3 separate regions of the Mus musculus genome follow, and all the other regions are linked to region 1. A link is a contact called in public Hi-C and HiChIP or PLAC-seq data. All regions are on one chromosome and are shown on one strand. The core of a region is the stretch at or near the end of the contact, and the rest is flanking DNA. Distances in the headings are between cores, read along the strand shown.

Evidence for each region. Hi-C and Micro-C count contacts between places; a contact is called where the count stands out from the background. HiChIP or PLAC-seq counts read pairs in DNA pulled down with a chosen protein or histone mark.
Region 2: a contact with region 1 is called in a Hi-C map of CD8 T cells, with 9 times the contacts expected there. The contact joins the promoter of Arhgef18 here to the enhancer-like site in region 1. A contact is called at or near these places in 3 of 484 Hi-C or Micro-C datasets (CD4 T cells, CD8 T cells and memory CD8 T cells) and 2 of 115 datasets of contacts at active chromatin or transcription factors (double positive thymocytes and lineage negative bone marrow cells).
Region 3: a contact with region 1 is called in an H3K27ac HiChIP or PLAC-seq map of regulatory T cells, with 4 times the contacts expected there. The contact joins the promoter of Trappc5 here to the enhancer-like site in region 1. A contact is called at or near these places in 4 of 39 promoter capture datasets (the C10 cell line, hippocampal neurons, liver and 1 more), 8 of 484 Hi-C or Micro-C datasets (CD4 T cells, CD8 T cells, muscle stem cells and 3 more), 10 of 115 datasets of contacts at active chromatin or transcription factors (T-cell acute lymphoblastic leukemia, Th17 cells, astrocytes and 7 more) and 3 of 9 other capture datasets (adipose tissue, embryonic stem cells and liver).

The regions. Positions count from the first base shown.
Region 1 is chr8:4,677,192-4,679,998 of GRCm38.p6, reverse strand. Gm6410 (a long non-coding RNA gene) reads right to left here. Exons shown (of 2, transcript XR_378684.4): 1 at 1,433-2,807. Among named protein-coding and RNA genes, the nearest start is that of Gm6410, 3.8 kb to the right of the region's middle. Within about 2 kb of position 1,333, at least 411 of the 459 cell types and tissues checked have an H3K27ac peak or open chromatin away from gene starts, as enhancers often do. A contact at or near this core is called in CD8 T cells, T-cell acute lymphoblastic leukemia, Th17 cells and 15 more, where this site is marked.
Region 2 is chr8:3,351,979-3,354,785 of GRCm38.p6, reverse strand. It overlaps Arhgef18 (rho/rac guanine nucleotide exchange factor (GEF) 18), which reads right to left and starts at 1,349. Exons shown (of 29, transcript NM_001370668.1): 1 at 1,056-1,349. The coding sequence starts at 1,059. It overlaps Gm30369 (a long non-coding RNA gene), which reads left to right. Exons shown (of 5, transcript XR_870091.2): 3 at 979-1,080.
Region 3 is chr8:3,675,105-3,677,911 of GRCm38.p6, reverse strand. Trappc5 (trafficking protein particle complex 5) reads right to left here and starts at 1,435. Exons shown (of 2, transcript NM_025701.4): 1 at 1,309-1,435. It overlaps Gm45231 (a long non-coding RNA gene), which reads left to right and starts at 1,513. Exons shown (of 2, transcript XR_870093.2): 1 at 1,513-1,685.

The DNA of each region.
Region 1 (2,807 bases), core at 84-2,583:
TTCTGTAGTGGAAGTGTCCTAAAGGAGTATGGGCATGGTCTGAGAGTAGTGGGTGTGCCCTGAAGGAGGATGGGCGTGGTCTCAGAGTAGTGTGCTTGGCCTAAAGGAGGGTGGGCATGTTCTGAAGCTGCATGGGCATGGCCTAAATGAGGGTGGGCGTGGCATTTGAAAGCATGGGCATGAATATCATTTGCATATTTGCTTATTCACATATGCATTTACATGTACACTTGCGTGCACATTGCATATACAATTACATATCATTTGTATGTGCATTTATAAATACATTTACATATATGAAAAGACCAAAAGACAACTGGGATAATTCCCACAGTGACTCGCAACTGAGGATAGCCACGTGGGTAGGGTGTCCTCCTCAAACCTAACATGAAGAAACAAAAAAAAGATTCAGAAGTCAGCCAGTCCTTCTCAGTGACTATGTAAATGTCTATGTAAATTTGTGGATGTGTCCTCGCTGTCTATGTAAATGTCTATGTGTATTTGTGGTTGTGTTCTGAGTAACTATGTAAATGTCTACATAAATATCTCTGTAAATTTGTGGGCATGTTCTCAGTGTCTATGTAAATGTCTATGTGGGCGGGCCTACCAATGTGTGGGCAGGCCTAAAGATGTGTGGGAGTGGCCTAAAGATGTCTGGGCGGGCCCAAAGATGTTATGGAGTGGCCTAAAAGTGTCTGGGCGGGCCTAATTTGAGGTGTGTTCTGTCTCTGTAAATTTGGGGGCGTGTTCTAACTGTCTATGTAAATGTATATGTAAATTTGGGGGCGTGTTCTGACTATGTAAGTGTCCTAAAGATGTGTGAGAGGAGCCTGAGTGTAGTGGGAGGATCCTAAGGATGTGTGGGAGGGGCCTGAATGTAGTGGGAAGGTCCTAAAGATGTGTGGGAGTGTCCTAAAATGTGTGGGAGGGGCCTGAGTATAGTGGGCGGGTCCTAAAGATGTGTGGGAGTGTCATAAAGACGTGTGGGAGGGGCCTGAGTGTAGTGAGAGGGTCCTAAAGATGTGTAGGAGTGGCCTAAAAAAGTGTGGTAGGGGCCTGAGTGTAGTGGGAGGGCCTAAAGATGTGTGGGAGGGGGCTGAGTGTACTGGGAGGGCCTAACGTTGTGTGGGAGGGGCCTGAGTATAGTGGAAGTGTCCAAAAGATGTGAGTGTCCTAAAGATGTGTGTGAGTTGCCTAAGGATGTGTGGAAGAGGCATAAAGCCCTGTGGGCATAGCCTGAGTGTTGTGGGCGGGGCCTAAAGTCCTGTAGTAGTGGCCTGAGAGTATTGGGCAGGGCATGAAGCTGTGTAGGCTTGGCCTGAGTGTAATGGGTGTGGCTTGAGTGTAGTGGGAACAGCATTAAAGCCGTGTGGGCGTGATCTAGGTGTAGTGGGTGTGACATAAAGACGTGTCGGCAGCGGCTGTGACCTACCACGTCACGGCGGCTGTGGGAACGGAGGCGTCTGACTGACATTGGGGTCACCGAGCGACCGGGGCGCATGGGTCGCGGCAGTTACCGTTGGGACGGGGAAACCCCGGCCTCGGCGTCAAAGTCTACGTCAGTGGGCGTGGCAGTGCGCGCACACCTCGATGATGCCGGCTCTGACGTCACAGGAGTCAGAACGCGGAAGCGGGCTCAGGAACCGAATTCACTGTCTGTCTTCAGCTGAGGCGGAATTTACAGCAGGTGTAAGAGTGAGGCAGGGGGATTCCTGTGAGTAAGGAAGGAACTGAGGCAGGGGGATGACCGTGACTGCACGGACCTGAGACAACAGGAGAGAGACTTCCGGTACGCAGCAGGAAGCCCCGCCCGCTTGGCCTTGACTGAGGCAGGGGCTTGCGCTTTATTTTTCTTTTCTCAATATATAAACAAACGCAGTGATGTAGCCGCCCCCTCCGCCTGTCAATCACCGTCTCCGCCCACTGAGCTGTGCTCGCCAATCAGAGAAAAACCTCGCGGGGCTCAGAGGACCCAAACCCGGGACTGGGACAGAATTACGACTCCTAGCATGCCTAGGGGCTACCGCCACCTCACTTCCTGTGGCAAACAGGAGATCCCGCGCGAGGAGGGAAGTAACTACAACTCCCAGCATGCACTAGAATTATTGAACCATAACTTTCTGCGCCAGACAGGATGTGCCTCCGGCCCGGACAGGAAGTCCGATCGGTCTGCTGCGGCCGCAGGGGTTGATGGGAGATGCAGTCCAGTCAGGAAGCTTCGCCTCATGCGTGCCCCGTCCTGCTCGCTGTTTCCGGTCGTACCGAATGGCACCGTGACTGACGGCACGGAGAGGCTTCCAGTGGGCGGCGGGAGCCCCTCTGCGGCGGCGGCTGAGGAGCGAAGCGGGAGCGGGAAACGGAATCACTGTCTGCAGCTGAGGCACGGGGCGGGGGATGACAGCGGGTGTGAGAGTGAGGCAGGGGGATTCCCGTGAATAAAGGAGCTGAGGCAAGGCCATGACAGCAACTGCACTGACATGAGATGGTAGGAAGCCCCGCCCGCTGGCCAGTGACTGACGGCACGGGTTTCCAATCCCCGGTCATTGAACGGCAGGGGGGGCGTGTCGAGGCGGAGAAACCGCGGAACGGAGGAATATTCGAGGACGGGGAATCTGCGCATGCACTGCTGCGCCGGCGGGCTAGAGGACCGGAAGTCCAGGCTGCGGTTCCGCTACCACGCGAATTCTCATGCCACCCATACATTCAACATTTGGTCTCTGTCCCTAAATCACATAACATACAGCAGACACATCTGCTGTTCAATGTTAAGCTACTTTGCAAGCATGGTGGGTTTATATTTTTAATTT
Region 2 (2,807 bases), core at 100-2,599, 1.3 Mb after region 1:
GCCACATTCAAAGCCTGTCTCCTACCTAACTCACCACCTCCGTTAGAGTGGTCAGCTCTAAATCCACTGATACATGGCTCCAGGGGTCGCCTTCCTACACCCGAGAGTGCACAAAGTCAACAGAAACTGAGGAAACTGTAGTCTTGGGTGTGCCTGGTACAAACCACAGCCTGCCTCCTCACCTCACTCCATTCCGGCAGTTGTTGTGGGAGGTTCCTCAAACTGGGCCACAAAGGGAGCCACCAGTGACTCCCCAGGGTTAAGGGCCTACAGCTGGAGGGCTATTGAGCAGAGGGTGGTCCCCATTTGGAAGACCTGGAAAGATCGGCTTTTCAGCAGATGTCAGCCTTAAAATTTTGCTTTGCAGACAGGATTCTCCAAGTCTGTGTCAGGCAAGGCTGAACAAAACCCCAGAGCCAATGCTTTGAAAGGTGAAGAGGTCAAGCTGCAGTGTGGTGGTATGCGTGCATACCTGTTACCCCAGAACTGGGGAGGCACAAGTAGGAATGCTGGGAGTTGGAGGCAAGCCTGGACTGCATGGTGAGACCCAGATTCAAAAGCAAAACAAAACAGAACAAGGCAAAACACGGACACCTGCTGAAAAGGCGCTTAGACTTCCTCCCTCATCCCTGGCCCCCTACTCCTCCGTCCCCACACAGGCTTTGCTTACAAAAGGTTCCTTCAGACTCCATCATAGGTCTCCTCTAGACCAGGTGGCCTCTGAACTCCCTATGTAGCTGAGGATAACCTAAACCTCTAATCCTCCTGCCTCCATCTCCCAAGTGATGCTTGACAGCGTACAACACCCAGCTTTGACTTATGCAGTGCTGGGGATGAAACCCAGGACTTTGCCCATGCTAAGCAAGCACCCTATCAATTGAGCTATCTCCCCAGCACCCTCCAGGGTCATTTTAGGATTCCTGATCTCTGCAGTGCAAACAGCTGCCCCACTCTCTTACTGTTGTGTCCCGGCTATAGGAGTCAATCTCCTGCCTCACAGACTCTCAGACGTGCAGATCCCGAAGTGCCCACCACTCTTCAAGATAGTCACTCACCCATGAGTTCCCGATTCTTGCTCAGGTAGGTAACTGGCTTTGTTAACAGCTCTTGCAGCTCCCATGTCACACAACCAGGGTTTCAAGGGACACATGAGCCAGGCTAACCACAGAGTGGCTCAACTCTGCCCAGTTTCCTCTTTCTAAGCCACCGGCTTTTTATGGTTGTCTTCATCAATATTGAGCAGCAGGCAGCAGGGGTCAGCAAGGAGAGGAGAAAACAAATGGAGGTGGGTTATGAGGATCTGGGAGTCCACCCTCAGCCTGTACCTGCCGTAGGCGTCACGGGGAAGTAAAGTAAAGAATGTAAAGCCTCCCACGAGGGGAGGGGAGGGGAGGCAGCAGCACTGAACCCCCACCCGGCAGCTTCCTGTGGCGCCAACTGCTGAAGAGGAACGGGGTGTGAGGGCCTCACCCTAACACTCGGGCACACAAACAGAGACACATGGGACATGCAAGTCACATGTCTCTAGACAGACACACGCTGGAACACACATGGGGACAGACACATATGTGGGTGTGTGGACCCATGGAAACATGTGGAGCTGAACGCTGGGTTTGTAAATGTCTACCAGCGATCATTCTGCTTGGTATCTGTCTGTTTTCCCGGTGTAAATACTGCCACTACCGCTAACTCCACTTCTTCAACTAACGCACTGTTACCAGAGCTGTTAAGGTTAGAGCTTGAGTCCTGGCAGTCTCCTAACAAACCAGATTCAGCGACTCATTCTAAGAAAGTCAGTCGAGGAAATGGCTCAAAGGGTCAAGTGCTTGCTGTGCAAGCAAGTGGAATTGATTTTAGTTCCCCACCCCCACCTGACTAAATAAAGTCAGGGTGTGGTAAGGCCACCTGTGAGAACTCCAGTACTGAGCTGGCAGATAGGAGAATCCCAGGGAAGGGCAGGCTACCCAGTCTGATCCAGTGTTCCAGGTTCAGTGAGAGACATTGTCTCAAAAATAAGTGCATGTGGTGGTGCACGCCTTCAATCCCACTGGGCAGGCAGAGACAGGCGCACCTCTGAATCTGAGGCCAGCCCAGTCTTCAGAGGAAGTCTAGGCAACCAGGGCAAACAACAGTGAGAAGTAGAAAAAATGTATCTATTCAGGGTTGCTGCACCTGTAAGAGGACCAAACGGCCCCCTGCTCCTCCCACCTCTCCCCTCCAAGTCCATCCTTAGAGACCTGGTATTAGATGTAGGTTTAAATAGAAGGCAAGAGGTATGCGCAGGGCTGGAGAGATGGCTCAGTGGTTAGGAGTGCTTGCTAGTCTTCTAGAGGACCTGAGTTCAGTTCCCAACACCTACACTGGGTGGCTCATAACTGCTTAATTTCTGCTATAGAAGGTCCTGTGCCCCTTCTGACCTCTATAGGCACCCAACACAATTGCATGCACACACACGCACATATCCACACACAGACAAACACACATACCCCAGACAGTTGCACACACAAGCACATATTCATATACAGACAAACGCACATACCCACAGCCACCTGCATATATACATTCATATATATACACACACAAACAAATACACATACAGGTACACGCACACATATGCACACATGTGCACACACACATACACACTTAATAATAGGAATGAATATAGACTATCTTCACTCCTACCAGGATGGGTACACCAGTACCTGAAAAGGTGAGCAGAAGAAGGGTTTAAACTTGGCTCCACACTGGAACTGAGTGAGTGGTCTCTTAGCATGAAACTCTTGTGAGTTCTCAAATGTGGCCCTCTG
Region 3 (2,807 bases), core at 186-2,685, 1.0 Mb after region 1:
AAATTTTTTAAATGTAAATAAATAAATCTAAAAAAAATTTTAATGTAATTTTTAAGAAGCTGGCATGTGGCAGGGGAATGGTTAAAACTTAAGGTGCCACACATGATGAATGCACACCTTTAATCCCAGCACTCAGGAAGCAGAGGCATCTCTGTGAGACTGAGGACAGCCAGAGCTGTTACACAGAGAAACTGTCTCAAAAAAATTTAATTAGTCAATCAATCAATCAAAAAGGTGGAATACAGAGAGGCCACAAAACTGGAGGAGCACACCTGCAGCCCCAGCACTCCAGAGACTGAGGCAGTAAGATGGCAGAAAGTGGCCAGCCCGGGTGAGTTCCAGGACTGCCTAGAGCACAGTGAGACCCTGTGCAATGGTTCGTCTTCACGACCTAGATTTAGAATCACCATGAAAACACGTCTCTGGATTTCCAGAGGGAAGACCCAGTATGAATACAGGCATCACCACCCTAAGGTAAAAAGAAGGAAGTGATCTTGGCGCCAGCATTCGACTGTGGATGCAATGCCAGCGGCCTCATGCTCCTGAAACCATGTGTCAATAGCCGAATAAACAGACCTTTCCTTCTTCTGGTTGCTTTTGTCGGGTATATATGACCACAACAAGAAGGAGAAAAGCACTAATACACTCTGTCTTTAAAGCGGGGGCGGGACATTGGTGAATGGAGAGGGGACAAAGGACAGTCAATTATGTTTTCCCTAGCCGGCATGTGCTCCAGCTCTGACTACCCTAGAGACCTTCCTGCCCAACCCCTCCAGGAAAGCTAGAAAAGTATGTGACAGTAAGGGACACCGGTGAGCCAAGGCCAAGCCAGGAGGGGGTGCAAAAAATTCCCAACCCTGTAACATGAGGTTGGGGAGCGGCGGAAGTGTCTATTTGTCATGAAGGAAGCCGTTTCCACGGTGACCCTTAACTCTAAAAGAGATCCCGTCGGAACTCATACTCCCACAAAGTCTCTAGAAAACTGCACGGATGATGGGGACACTAGTGGAGGAGGCAGGAGGAAGCGGTGAGAGCCTCTGGGCCTCCCGTGCCGGCAGCCGGGAGTCACAACAGTGAATGGAGACCACCAGGTGAAGCCTTCATGGCTTCTGGAGAATGGATTGGAGCCGACAACCCTCCCCTACAAAGCATGTCCCACGGGCCAGGTCTTGGGAGATTAGGATGGACCGTCCGGCTCCCCAGCTGGGGAAAGGAACCGTGCAGAATGCTCGACTGGGCTGCTCTAGGACGCCCGGCCGGGACCGCGGAACCCGCATCACCCCCAGGGGAAACCCAAAGCAGACTGACCCGGGAACGCTGCTCCGGACGCACAGAAAAAAAGACGAGGCCCGAGCGCGCCGGAGAAGGTTCTCGGGCGGGGAAAGGTCTCAACCGGAACTGTGCTGCGGGCGGGTCAGCGGAACTCCTTGATGGCGTCGTAAAAGGCCTGTGAGTGCGCAGGCGTGCGCGGGCTAGCTCGTTTGCGCACGGAGGGCGGGGCAATGCGGTGACCGAGAGGGGCCGCAAGGGGGCGCCCGTGTCCAAGCCCCGCGGCGCAGAACGCTGGTGGGCACTGGGCTATGAGATCTTGCTATAAAAGCTGGCTTTTGAGCAAGAGTGTAGTATGCAAAGTATTCTATCCCAGGAGCACGTGCATGCCCTCGGGCACGTATCTTCTTAAGTATGTAAGTACGTGAACTGTAGACGTGATGTATTTACACGCAATTTCCCCTGACACGTGATTTTTTTTTTACCAGTGGGTGAAGGAGAACGCTTGATCTGGGGGTGTTTTTCCATCTTTCACAGATGGTGTAGCTGCAGTGTTTTAGAAGTAGTAGTAGTTTTACCTGCGGAGGCGTCTGACCATCCTTATCCTCCCTTTGTGTGTCAGTGTGTCTCATGTGCCCAACACTCCTGTGTGCAGAGACCAGAGGTTGACACTGAGTCTATCTCTATTGCTCTGGAACTTATTTTAAGACAGGGTCTAACTACTGGACCTGGGGTAACCATTTCTGCTAGCTGTCAAGCATCTCAGAAAATCCTTCTGTCTGCCCCACAAACACCTCACTGGCTGGCAGTTCTGGGGTTACAGGTGTGACCAACACACCCAGCAATTTTTTTTTTTTAATGTAGGTACTCAGGATCAAACTCAGATCTTTACAATTGTACTTTATCTATTAAGACACCTCCCCAGCCCCTTAATTTTTTGTGCTGTATATTGGTTGGTTGGTGGTTGTTTGAAACAGTCTTGCTATGTAGACCAAGATGACAACAAAATTAAGGTGATATATGTGCCCAGAGCTTCCCGTGTTTAGCTGATCTTTTTAAGAGGAAACACAAGCGGCAGAAAGAATGTAGGTCATTTTCTCCTGGAGTCTATTCATATCTCCAACCTGCATAAGTCAGGTGCAGGTTTAATTATGTCTTTTACAATGCTGCAGATGAAACCCAGGGCCTCACAATGGCTAGGCAAGTGCTTTACAGATGAACCATGCCACTGCCCCATATGCTTAATTTAAAAATTCATAGCATTGACTGAGACAGATGCAGATACTTACACCCAACCATTGGACTGAAGTCGGGGACCCCTATGTTTGAATTAGGGGAAGGATTGAAGAAGCTGAAGGGGAGAGCATGACCCCACAGGAAGACATTCTTACTCTCTCTGACTCTCTTCCCTCCCTGACCCCTTTCTCCCTCTCTCCTCATCCCCCTCCCCCTCTCTCCACAGGTTCCTGGCTGGCCTCTCCTCTTCTCTCCGCCTCTCTCTCTCTCTCTCTCTCTCTCTCTCTCTCTCTCTCTCTCTC